Regions from separate parts of the Columba livia genome. Here region 1 is linked to region 2. Evidence: chromatin contacts called from public Hi-C data. All regions are on one chromosome and are shown on one strand. Each heading gives the region's core, a stretch centred on a gene start, on an enhancer-like site or on the middle of the called end of the contact. The rest is flanking DNA. Distances are from core to core; before and after follow the strand shown. Region 1 overlaps SLC12A4 (solute carrier family 12 member 4). Region 2 holds the start of SLC12A4 (solute carrier family 12 member 4).

Region 1 (4,843 bases), core at 29-2,528, 33 kb after region 2:
AGGTGTGAAGTTCATGTTACATTTAGTAATACAAAAGGATAAAATGGACCTAGACTTCTGTAGACTGCTCATACGTATTTGTTGGTTTTGTTACAGGTTCCCTTGAAGGCATGCAATACTAATTTTCTTTCATGTAACTTGTATATGCCTTAATTTGTGTTGATCACTGAATTGCATGAATTGCAGTTGTAGTCTTCAGTTGTAGACGCATTATAATGACAACAGGATTGAACTGAAACATGCTTTTCTTTTCTGTGGTATGATAATAACATTGAAGACAACTTATGGAGCAATTATTTGGAAAAAGGAGAGATACTGGAGAAAGCACATCACCCATCTGTGGATGTAGCAGGCCAGAAGAACAACCTTCATCTGTATGTGCTTTCAGATATAGCTACTTCATTCATGGTACTGGTTGGCATCTTCTTTCCTTCAGTGACTGGTGAGAACTCTGGGACAAAAGGGACAAGAGGGCATCCTGGGCCTCTGAGGTTTCTTCTCTCCCTTGATCTTATGTCCAAATGTATTTTCAGGTATCATGGCTGGTTCGAACAGATCAGGGGACCTCAAAGATGCACAGAAATCCATTCCCGTTGGGACAATTCTTGCCATTGTTACCACATCGCTAGTCTGTATCCTTTTAAAATGAGTAGAGTCCTGGCACGTTGTGACTCAGATGAATGACCACGTTACCTGGTTTGTGGAACTGCCTTCGGGTGACTGAAATACCAATGTGAGTGTGACTGGTCAGTCAAAAAAAGCGGAGTCCTTGCGCTGAAAGCATCAGAATTATTATCCTGTTGTTTTCCATCTCCCTTTCTGTGTTGGCTTTTTTGTTTTCTTTTGCATTTCTGTTGTTTTTCTTTGCTGCATAGTCATCTATAGCTTTTCAGACTGATGGAATACAGGTACATATATTTTTTTTTTTTCTTAGTGTGCAGTGGATTATTAAGATGAGAGAAGGCTTTAAATGGGAGAGATCATAAATTTCAGTTCCTTAGAAAACAAGCCTTTGTGTGACATTAAGGAGTATATGCTTTCTTGAACACTTTAGGGCAAGATAAACTGGAGTTAGAAATTAGATTAGATGTTCCTCAAGTGTTTTGGTTTTGGTTTTTCTGGGGGGGTGGGGCAGGGAAGGTTCGTATGTAAAGGCATAAAGGCAGCTGCTCGCTGGTACCGATGAATTTGTGTGGTCATTTTGAAGTCAGTGAGACGAGGTGCTCTTACATCAGTTTACCGCTTTGATTTTTAGCACAGCCGTCTGACTGAGTGCTGCTCCGCGATTGTCCGGCGCGTCCCGGCCGGCACGCGTGGGGGCGTCACGAGCGCCGGGCTGCGTCCTGAGCTCCTCGTGGCTGCGAGAGACTCGCGGTTCCCTGCCTGTTTCCACTGGGCCCGGAGCACTTAACTTTCAGAATATGAGGATGTTCCTCATACCAGAGTTGTGGGTGCTGAGCGTGTGTTCAGAGGAACAACCCTTTTCCCAGTTGAAGTTGTCAAGTTTTGTACATGGTTGAACTCTTCAGGGCTTAGGACCACAGGAGCTTTGCTTAGGAAAGACCGTCTTAATCTCTCCTGATAGAGAAAAGATAAAGCCAAGCTCCTTCAGCTTCCTCTAGATGTTTATGTCTTAAACTACAATTTGTCAACATAGCAGGTTAAAAAAAAAAGGCAAAAAGCAGTTAACATGAGCAAGGACTTCCAAAATGATTTGTGAGAGCTTTCTGGAAAAGTCCCGCTGCAAGGGCAGCTGGCCAAGGCGGCGACTCTGCTGGGAATCCTGCTGCTGGGAAGCTGGCTTTTGCCACAGCTCGCCGAGCTGTAAGTCAGGGTCCCGGCCCCTCGGAGCGCAGCCTTCTGCAGATGTTTCTTTGGGAACCGTCCCTGTTCCAAGGAGTCTGCATTTCCTAGGGACTCAACAAATCTTAGACCAGGTCACAGACATACCCCCAGCGCTGGTGTTAAAACACTTGCAGATCAAAGCTCACTTTGTGGTGGGTAACTCTGTGTGTGGACATTAACACGCCGCCCAGTGGAAGGCTTCCACCCCGATTTTTAGGAGTGATCAATGTTTGTTACTCTTTGTATTTTACAACTGCATTTCGGGGGTAGAGTTCAGGATTTAACCATTCATATAAAGCACAAGATCAAAAACTTTACTGTAAGGCTGGATCAAAAAAACCTGAAGTATTTTGTACTCCCCAATGCAGTAGCAGTACAGTTTAATAAGAAACCGAATATTTAAGTAATTTTATATGTAAACATCAATTTAATTTGCTAGTATAGAACAGAAACTGATATTGAAAGATCTTTCTTTTCTCTCTTCTTGTATCTGGAGATATCTCCTTTATCATAATATTTTAAACCTTTTAAAAAATTGAAACTTAGAATAGTAACTTTATCATTTAGTATTAGAAGGTATACATGAGCAGTGAGACCGTGATTTACCCGCCAGCCTTGCCCTGTGCCTGTGGAGATGCTGCAGTGCAGATGCTGTAGAAGAGACTCTTGTTGGACTTTCCACAACACAACACGATTGTGTTCATCTGCCATGTCTAAATAAACGTTACTTCCTTAGCACACTCTGTACTCCAGACTTCAGCTGTGTATTATTATTTGGAGCCTGCATAGAAGGTGTAGTCCTGAGAGACAAGTAAGTGTTACCGTTTCAGTGCTCTCTTTTGCAGGGAAGTTGTGTTCTTTCCCATCTCATGCTGGCCCCCTCCCCCACTTATTGTTATTTCTTTTAATTTTACTTCTGGGCACCTTTTAAACCATGTTTGAATGTAAACTCTCAACTTTTTGAGATTCTTCTTGTATTCAATTCGATACAGATTTTCCATCCTATGTCTTAGTTCCTTCCTCCACCCTGCCCAAAACTGTTTTGCCGTGTGTCAACGTGCCCTTTTCAGTTTCCAGGGGCACTCATTCAGGGACCAGGACCCTAACAGTGCATCACAGATTTCTGATTTCTCTCTTCCCTAGAGAACCAAGATACAAAACAACAACGAGCTGTTGTTTTTCTTTTGTTCTTCTCCAGATGAACCTGGATTTTTTTTTTCCTCATTCGTTGTCCTGTTTTTGTTAATTACCGAGTTTGGCAGAATTACTCTTTGCGAGCTGTTCTGTGGCTTCCCCGCCGCCCGAGGCGCTGCTGCTGCTCGGTGAACCAGCACGGTGACGCCAGCAGAGCCGGCCAAGCAGCCGAACGATTTCAGCATGCCGTGCGTTAGCAGCGCTTGCAAAGCTGCTCTTCCTTGTGCTTGCTGGCCACGGTCCACCAAGCCAACAACTAGTATAATGTGCTCCCCTGACACGTGCCAGACAGGCAGATAACACGCATCTCTATCTGCATACGCTGTATTCGTAGCCAGTATTCATAGGCTGAAGTATTTCCTCATAGCACTTGTGATTATTTTCTTCCATAGAAGCCAAACTAAGAAATGCAACCAGATATCCGTAATTGGATAAAGTTGAGTGTGTGGTTATCTCTGCCCTGGGATTGTTAGTTGTCAGACATTTCTGTCTGTAAACCAAATAACAGTGTTCCCAGTACTAGAGTCTACAGGTGCTTTCTCTGACAGCTTCCCTCACGTTGATGGACTCTTGCCAGGGCATAAGCAATGAAGTGCTTGTGAGTCTTAATTGTCTGAGAAAAAAACCCACGACCAAACCAACCAACCAGCCAACCAAACCCTCCAGTCTTTTGTAGGGAGGTCTGGTGCTGGATTGTGTTGGGACTTTTCAACATTAAACTTAAGCTCTTGTTAAGAACTGCATCTTTCTAGGTGAAAATGGAAAATAATGTTGTGATAATAATATAAATCTTACGGTACATAAGCAGAAGAAAGTTTTTGAATTGTTGAAATCAGGCTGCAGACACTTCCTGTCTGCGTATCAAAAGTAACTTGGGTTGCTTACTACTTTTTATCTTTCCTAATAAAGAAAATATGTATTATTTAATAATATTTAAATGATGACTTAAAACGGACCCAAAAGAACAAACGTGAGTGTAAAACACTGCTCTGAACACGAATGTCTGGGTGTCCCTCTCTGCAGGTACGGCGACGCGGTGAACAAGAACCTGGTGGTGGGCACCCTGTCGTGGCCCTCGCCGTGGGTCATTGTGGTGGGGTCCTTCTTCTCGACCTGCGGGGCCGGCCTGCAGAGCCTCACCGGGGCCCCGCGGCTGCTGCAGGCCATAGCCAAGGACAACATCATTCCCTTCCTCTGGGTGCGTGCTGGGAGGGCTGCGCGCAGTAACTAACCAGCCGCTTGGCGCTGAGCGCTCGGACATGACGCTGGTTTCCCCTGGTTTGTCCAGCATTCCAGTGAAGTCAACACTTTTTGTTTTAATGCTTTATTTTCTTTTGTTAGAAACTAGGAATAACCTTAAAGGAGTTTGAGTAGACGTATGTGATAATTTTATGAAGAAGTCTAACATTTAATTCAGTGAAGCGCAGAAAGCCGTTAGAATAATTTGACTCCTTGCTCTAAAGAAAAAAGTATGTAAGAAAATAACTGTTTTTTTTTAAAATGTGGGTGGGTTTTTTTTCATTATAATCTTATGAAATATTTGGAAGATACACTTCATATTTCTGTTTCTTCAGATTTTTGGTCATGGAAAAGCGAATGGTGAACCAACGTGGGCTCTTCTGTTAACAGCGTTAATTGCCGAGCTGGGAATCCTTATTGCTTCCCTTGACATGGTGGCGCCCATTCTCTCCATGTAAGAAACGGGGTGGCTGCTATTAAAAAAGAAAAAAGGGTGGGGAGGGGCCAGCTGGGACAGACTGACAGTCTAATGAGTTTTGTTAATTGGATGGCCTTCTAGAACCAA
Region 2 (4,965 bases), core at 1,588-4,087:
CAAGTCAGTAAAGGACCATTGTCCTTAGACAAAAGGAATATTCTTGCTTCAATAAGCTTGAATAGTTTCCTAGGGCTAAGTTCTCTCCTAAGACATCTGATTATAGTTTCCATTCCAGAGAGGAGAGTTGCTGGTATATGGGCATGAGCTTGATTTTACTCTTTTTTTTCCCCTAATTGGATACAATTTCAGTGCTATTGATTTCATAATACTAAAACGTTTTGTGGTAGCCTACATGCATTTTGGTGCCTAAAGACAGCTCCTTGCCAGACCTGCTTTCAAAAGCAGGATGAGCAGCAAGTGCCCAATTTAATTCTTCCTGAATAAGCACGACTGCAGAAACATTAACTCTTGAGACTTCTTTCTTATAATCCCCGTCTCCTTTTTCTATGACAGCTTACTTAGACCAGACACCTTCACACAAAAGCTTTGCAAAGTGGAAAACAGGAAAGAAGAAGACAGAAGACTCAGTGTGAACTAACTTGCTTAATGGTGAGTCTTGGTGGTCTTGTCCTTTTTCTATATTAAAGTCTTTGCCCCCTATCAATTAATACTTAATTTCCTGGGGTGTTTGGTGGTCATTATTAGGTCATACTTACCATAAACACTAATGAAACGTAATTCAACTGAAGAAGGTTAAACAGTGAATGCTACTTTTTGGTCAATTGTGCCACTTTCCCCTGGGGGAAAAAATACTGCTGGAGGTATGACAGTGGACTAAATGGTGCACCAGGATGTGCCCAGTCTGTCAGAACTAATGCTTCCAAACATAACAGAAATGCTTTCTAAATTATCGAAATTGGCTTCGCTTGACCACAGAAATTTCTCGTAAAACAGTACAGACCTCAGTGGGATCGGATTTACCAATGTGCTCCTTTTGGGATTACCAGAAATAAACACAACACCTCACCCTAGGTTTTCAGGATACCTTGAATTTTGAAAAGAAGAAAATCTGGTTGTTTTTTTAATCTCCTACAAAACAGACGAGGCCGTTGTTGAGATACACATGGCCACAGGAAGATCATTATTGTTTTCAGTAACAAAGAGACAAAAGTAAAATGTAGGTTATATGAAAGCACAGGACTCTTAGAAGTCTTTCCAGCTGTCTGATCAGTACTAGGAGGTGTAATTGCTTTCCCCAGAGGTGGTCGACCAGCCCGTTTGTGTTAAGTGAACTGAGAGACCTGTACCCCCTTGGCAGCAATCACACCACAGCATGGATCCTTCTTGTTTATTTCAAAACCCAACTAATTAAAAGCAGACTTATTACTTAGTTCTTGTGAACAAAGCATTCTCCCTCTTGTTTGTCTCTCTTCTGCTCATTACACATTTTTCTTTCTCCCAGTGACTGGGGGGCTGCTTTGTCAAAAAGGCAGGGCAGATTTGGAAGGCCAGGGACAAGGTTCTCCGGAGCACAGAACACGTCTAAATAGTCTTATTCTTTTCCTTTGCTCTAAGGTTTATATCCTTGCATACACCCCCATGCAGTCCAAAGGCAAAACTTACATCAGTACTGACATCAGTACTGACATCAGACTTGTCACTGTACAGAGATTTCTTGATTAAGGAGTATTTTAGTAAAAAATCTACAGACCTAGTTTCAGTTTATTTTCCATAGTAAAATGCACAAACCCTTCTCCAGCATTTTTTTTCTGATGATTACACAACACATTAAAAAGGCATCCTTTTACTTTCAAGGCTAGTCTTCAAACACAGACATTAAATAGCATTTTCATCTACTAATTCATGTTCAAATTCCATGTGAAGGCTACTGTACGTGAAATGAAGGCCAAGATACCCATCACTGGCGCCGCCTTTTTCAAATGTGAAGGCAAAACTGAACTGTGTTCGCTCGGGCACAAGAGGCTGAGATGCAGGCGTGCCCCGGGCTTCCTGGGCCCTGCCCTGCGCCTCATGGACCTGCCGTGAAGGATGCCCACGCTTCATGGCCCCGCCACCACCGAGGCGTCCTCCGGGCTGTGGCCAGAGGGCGCCGCTCCCCGCCGCCTCCACGGCTGGGACAGCCGACGGCGCCGCCCTGGCTGCGCGGCCTGAGCAGCGCTCCATCTGCCCTGGCAGTCTGCTGCCTCGGCAGCTGTCTGCTTTGCACACCGCTGGAAATGCCCGCGGCTCCAGCCAGCATTCAAATTCCCCCGGTGTAACGTTTTACCCTGCGCTCCCCCCACGCCTTTTGTGCAGCCGCGGTTCGTTTCCCCGGGGCTCGCTCCGTTTGCCGCATCATTTCTGAGGGTTTCATGCAGCTGGAGCAGAGAGCGAGCACAAGAGAAACCACCACAAACACCGGAAGCGGGGCCAGCTGCCGCATCTGAACCTAACGATCACTCGCACAAAAATAAACCCGCTCCGGGGTGACACACGCCTTTAACCACTTGGTTGCTGATCAGCCCCAAGCCGGGTTTGACGGTCTGCTGGGAGCCGCGAGAATTTCTAACGGGCGCGCTCTGCTCCGTCCAAGCCCAGCAGCGCTCCCGCTCGCCCCGCCAGCCCCCTCCTGCTGCTGTTTTCCCCACATCGCCCGCCGGGGGTTCCGCGACCACCCGCCCCGGGCAGGCAGCGCACAGGACCCCCGCCGCAGCCACCGGCGGGACCGCCGCTTCGCCCCCTCGGGGCCGCCGGCCCCAGCACCGGGAATCGCCCCCCCGGGCCCGGGCGCGGCGCGACACCGCCTTCCCCGCATCGCTGCTGCCCAGCAAATGGCGGCGGGGGGGAGGGGGCCGGAGGCGGCCCGGGGCACGGCGGAGGGAAATTTCCGCCCCGAGGCGGCCCGGCAGCGCCAGCAAGGGAGGGCCGCGGGCGGAGGGGCCCGCCCCGCCCCGCTCCGCTCCCAGCGCGCCGCGGCTCCCGCCGGGCCGGCTCCTGTCACGATGACTGCGGGAGGAAGGCTTCCCCGCGCCGCCACGCCGCCTCCGGCCCCTCCTCCGCGCCCCCACTGCTGAGCGCGCCCGCCCGGCGGAGCGACCCCCGCGCCCGGTATCGCTGCGGGGCGGCCGCGGCCCGTCTACACGCCGGCTCCGGGGGCGGCGGCCGCCTCGCCGCCGCGGCGCTCGTAGGGGAATGGGTGGAGTTGAGGAGCGCGGTTTCCTGAAAGGAAGTGACCGCACGGGGCAGGAATGCGCCGCCGGCTCCGCGCCGCGTCCCGCCTGCCTCGCTGCGGTGCCGCGGGGAGCCCTCGCCGCCCCGCCAGCCATGCCGCACTTCACCGTGGTGCCGGTGGAGGACAAGCACCGCGCCGAGTACGACAGCGTTGAAGGACTCAGCTGGGTGGACTACCGGGAGCCGGCCGCGGCGCCCGCCGCTGCTGACGCCTACGACACCGTCAGCTCCGACGGTGAGCGGGGGCGGGGGGCGGCGGGCACGGCCGCTCTGGGGCGTCCCGGCGCGAGCCCGGCTGCCCCGCTCCCGTCCGCTACCGCCGGCCGCGGCAGACAAAGGCGCCGGTGCCGTAGCGGCTCTCGGGGGCGGCGGGGGGCGCCGCGCCCGGAGGAGGAGCCCCCGCGGGGTCTGCCGGGCCGGCGGCGGCTCCGCTGGTGCCAGGGCCGGGCGCGCTGCCGTGGCGAGGCCCGCGGGGAGCCGGGCCTGGGCATGAGCCTCGCCCCGGCTGGCGGTCTTGGCGGCTGGAGCCGGCTGGTGGCCGCGCAGCCCGCGGAGCTGCGGCGGGTGCCCTCGGGATGCGGGTGGCCCGGGTGTCCTCTCGCCCGGAGCGGCGGGGCGGACACTGGGGGATCCGCCCCGGGGGTTCGCTCCGCTCCGCAGCCGCTTGTCTATAATCCGGAGTGGAGCGGGGCTGGCGCGGGGCGACGGGTGTTATCGTTGCTCCCACAAACCGCCGTCTCCAGAGGTGATAAGAGTACGTGGGTGGAGATACGCTCGCATATTTTCAGTGCCTCGCTGCCAAAATAGACGGGTGATAAATTCAGTTAAATTAGCCGAACCTCAGGTGACTGCTCTTCTTGCTTATGTCATCTTAAAAAATGCGCCTGCCCAGCCATGTCTCTCTCTCAAACCGGGCCCTTGAATACTACAGCATGTGTATTGTGTCTGTGTGGCTTTCACAACTTCTCCTGCTAGGCAGAGCTGCTTTTTGTTAGCGGTTAATTTATTCCAGTTACTGAAGAGGATCACGTAAGTAGGAGGGGGTTTTGGGTGGCAAGAAGTACATTCTTTAATCATGCAGCTAATGGTAGTGCTTGGCCTGTCTTGGTGTTTTGCTGTGACTTTTAGGTATAAATCAATTTAAATGCAGTGAGTTTCTAGTGAGAAAATTAAGCACACTTAGATTTGAAGAGTGGAGTAGTTCTGGTAAAAGGGTGGTTTAGCTCTTTTTGGGATCTGTTTATTTTTTCTGCCTTGGTTATGTGTAGTTCCTTAACCTTTAGGAAGAGGATCTTCCGTGGGCTCAGCCGTGGATCTGACTTGCCCTCTGTGAATCATGTGTGACTGTAGGCAACAAAAGAAAAAGCAGTGAACACCCGACCTGTTCTTCCTTGCCTGTGCAGTCAAACTTTTCAACACGCACATTTTATTGGATGCGCAGTAATCCCGGAAGGGAGGCAGCGCTGCTCAGGCCTGGGCTTAAGGAAGAGAAAAGGGTTGGTTTGATGAGTGATACTCAACTGTCATGAGATCAAGGTCCAGTTTCTGCCTTGTCACCTGGTTCAATTCTGTGTGAACTGGTGCTTCCATCTCAAATATGTACCATTTATTTTTTTGTCTTTATTTGCATAGTTTTCAAAGGAATTTTAGATTTTTATATACCACTTAGCTTATATAGGTTTCACGTTCACTATGTCAGTTCTTCCCGGTTCTTGTGTGAAAGGTAGGTGCTTTTCCCAGCTTGTCTGTTATCACAGGCAATGTGAGGCTCTAGCCGGAAGGGCGGAGAAGGGCCATTTTTTAAAAAAGGTCTGTTTTATTCTCAGGTTATTTAACATATAGTTTACGTCT

Evidence for each region. Hi-C and Micro-C count contacts between places; a contact is called where the count stands out from the background.
Region 1: a contact with region 2 is called in a Hi-C map of liver, with 1.8 times the contacts expected there. The contact joins the enhancer-like site here to the promoter of SLC12A4 in region 2.

What each region holds. Positions count from the first base shown.
Region 1 is chr13:21,107,368-21,112,210 of bColLiv1.pat.W.v2, forward strand. It overlaps SLC12A4 (solute carrier family 12 member 4), which reads left to right. Exons shown (of 26, transcript XR_010465833.1): 9 at 278-442; 10 at 534-632; 11 at 2,599-2,656; 12 at 4,063-4,237; 13 at 4,614-4,732. Among named protein-coding and RNA genes, the nearest start is that of SLC12A4, 34 kb to the left of the region's middle. Within about 2 kb of position 1,279, at least 1 of the 3 cell types and tissues checked has an H3K27ac peak away from gene starts, as active enhancers do.
Region 2 is chr13:21,072,936-21,077,900 of bColLiv1.pat.W.v2, forward strand. SLC12A4 (solute carrier family 12 member 4) reads left to right here and starts at 2,838. Exons shown (of 26, transcript XR_010465833.1): 1 at 2,838-3,349.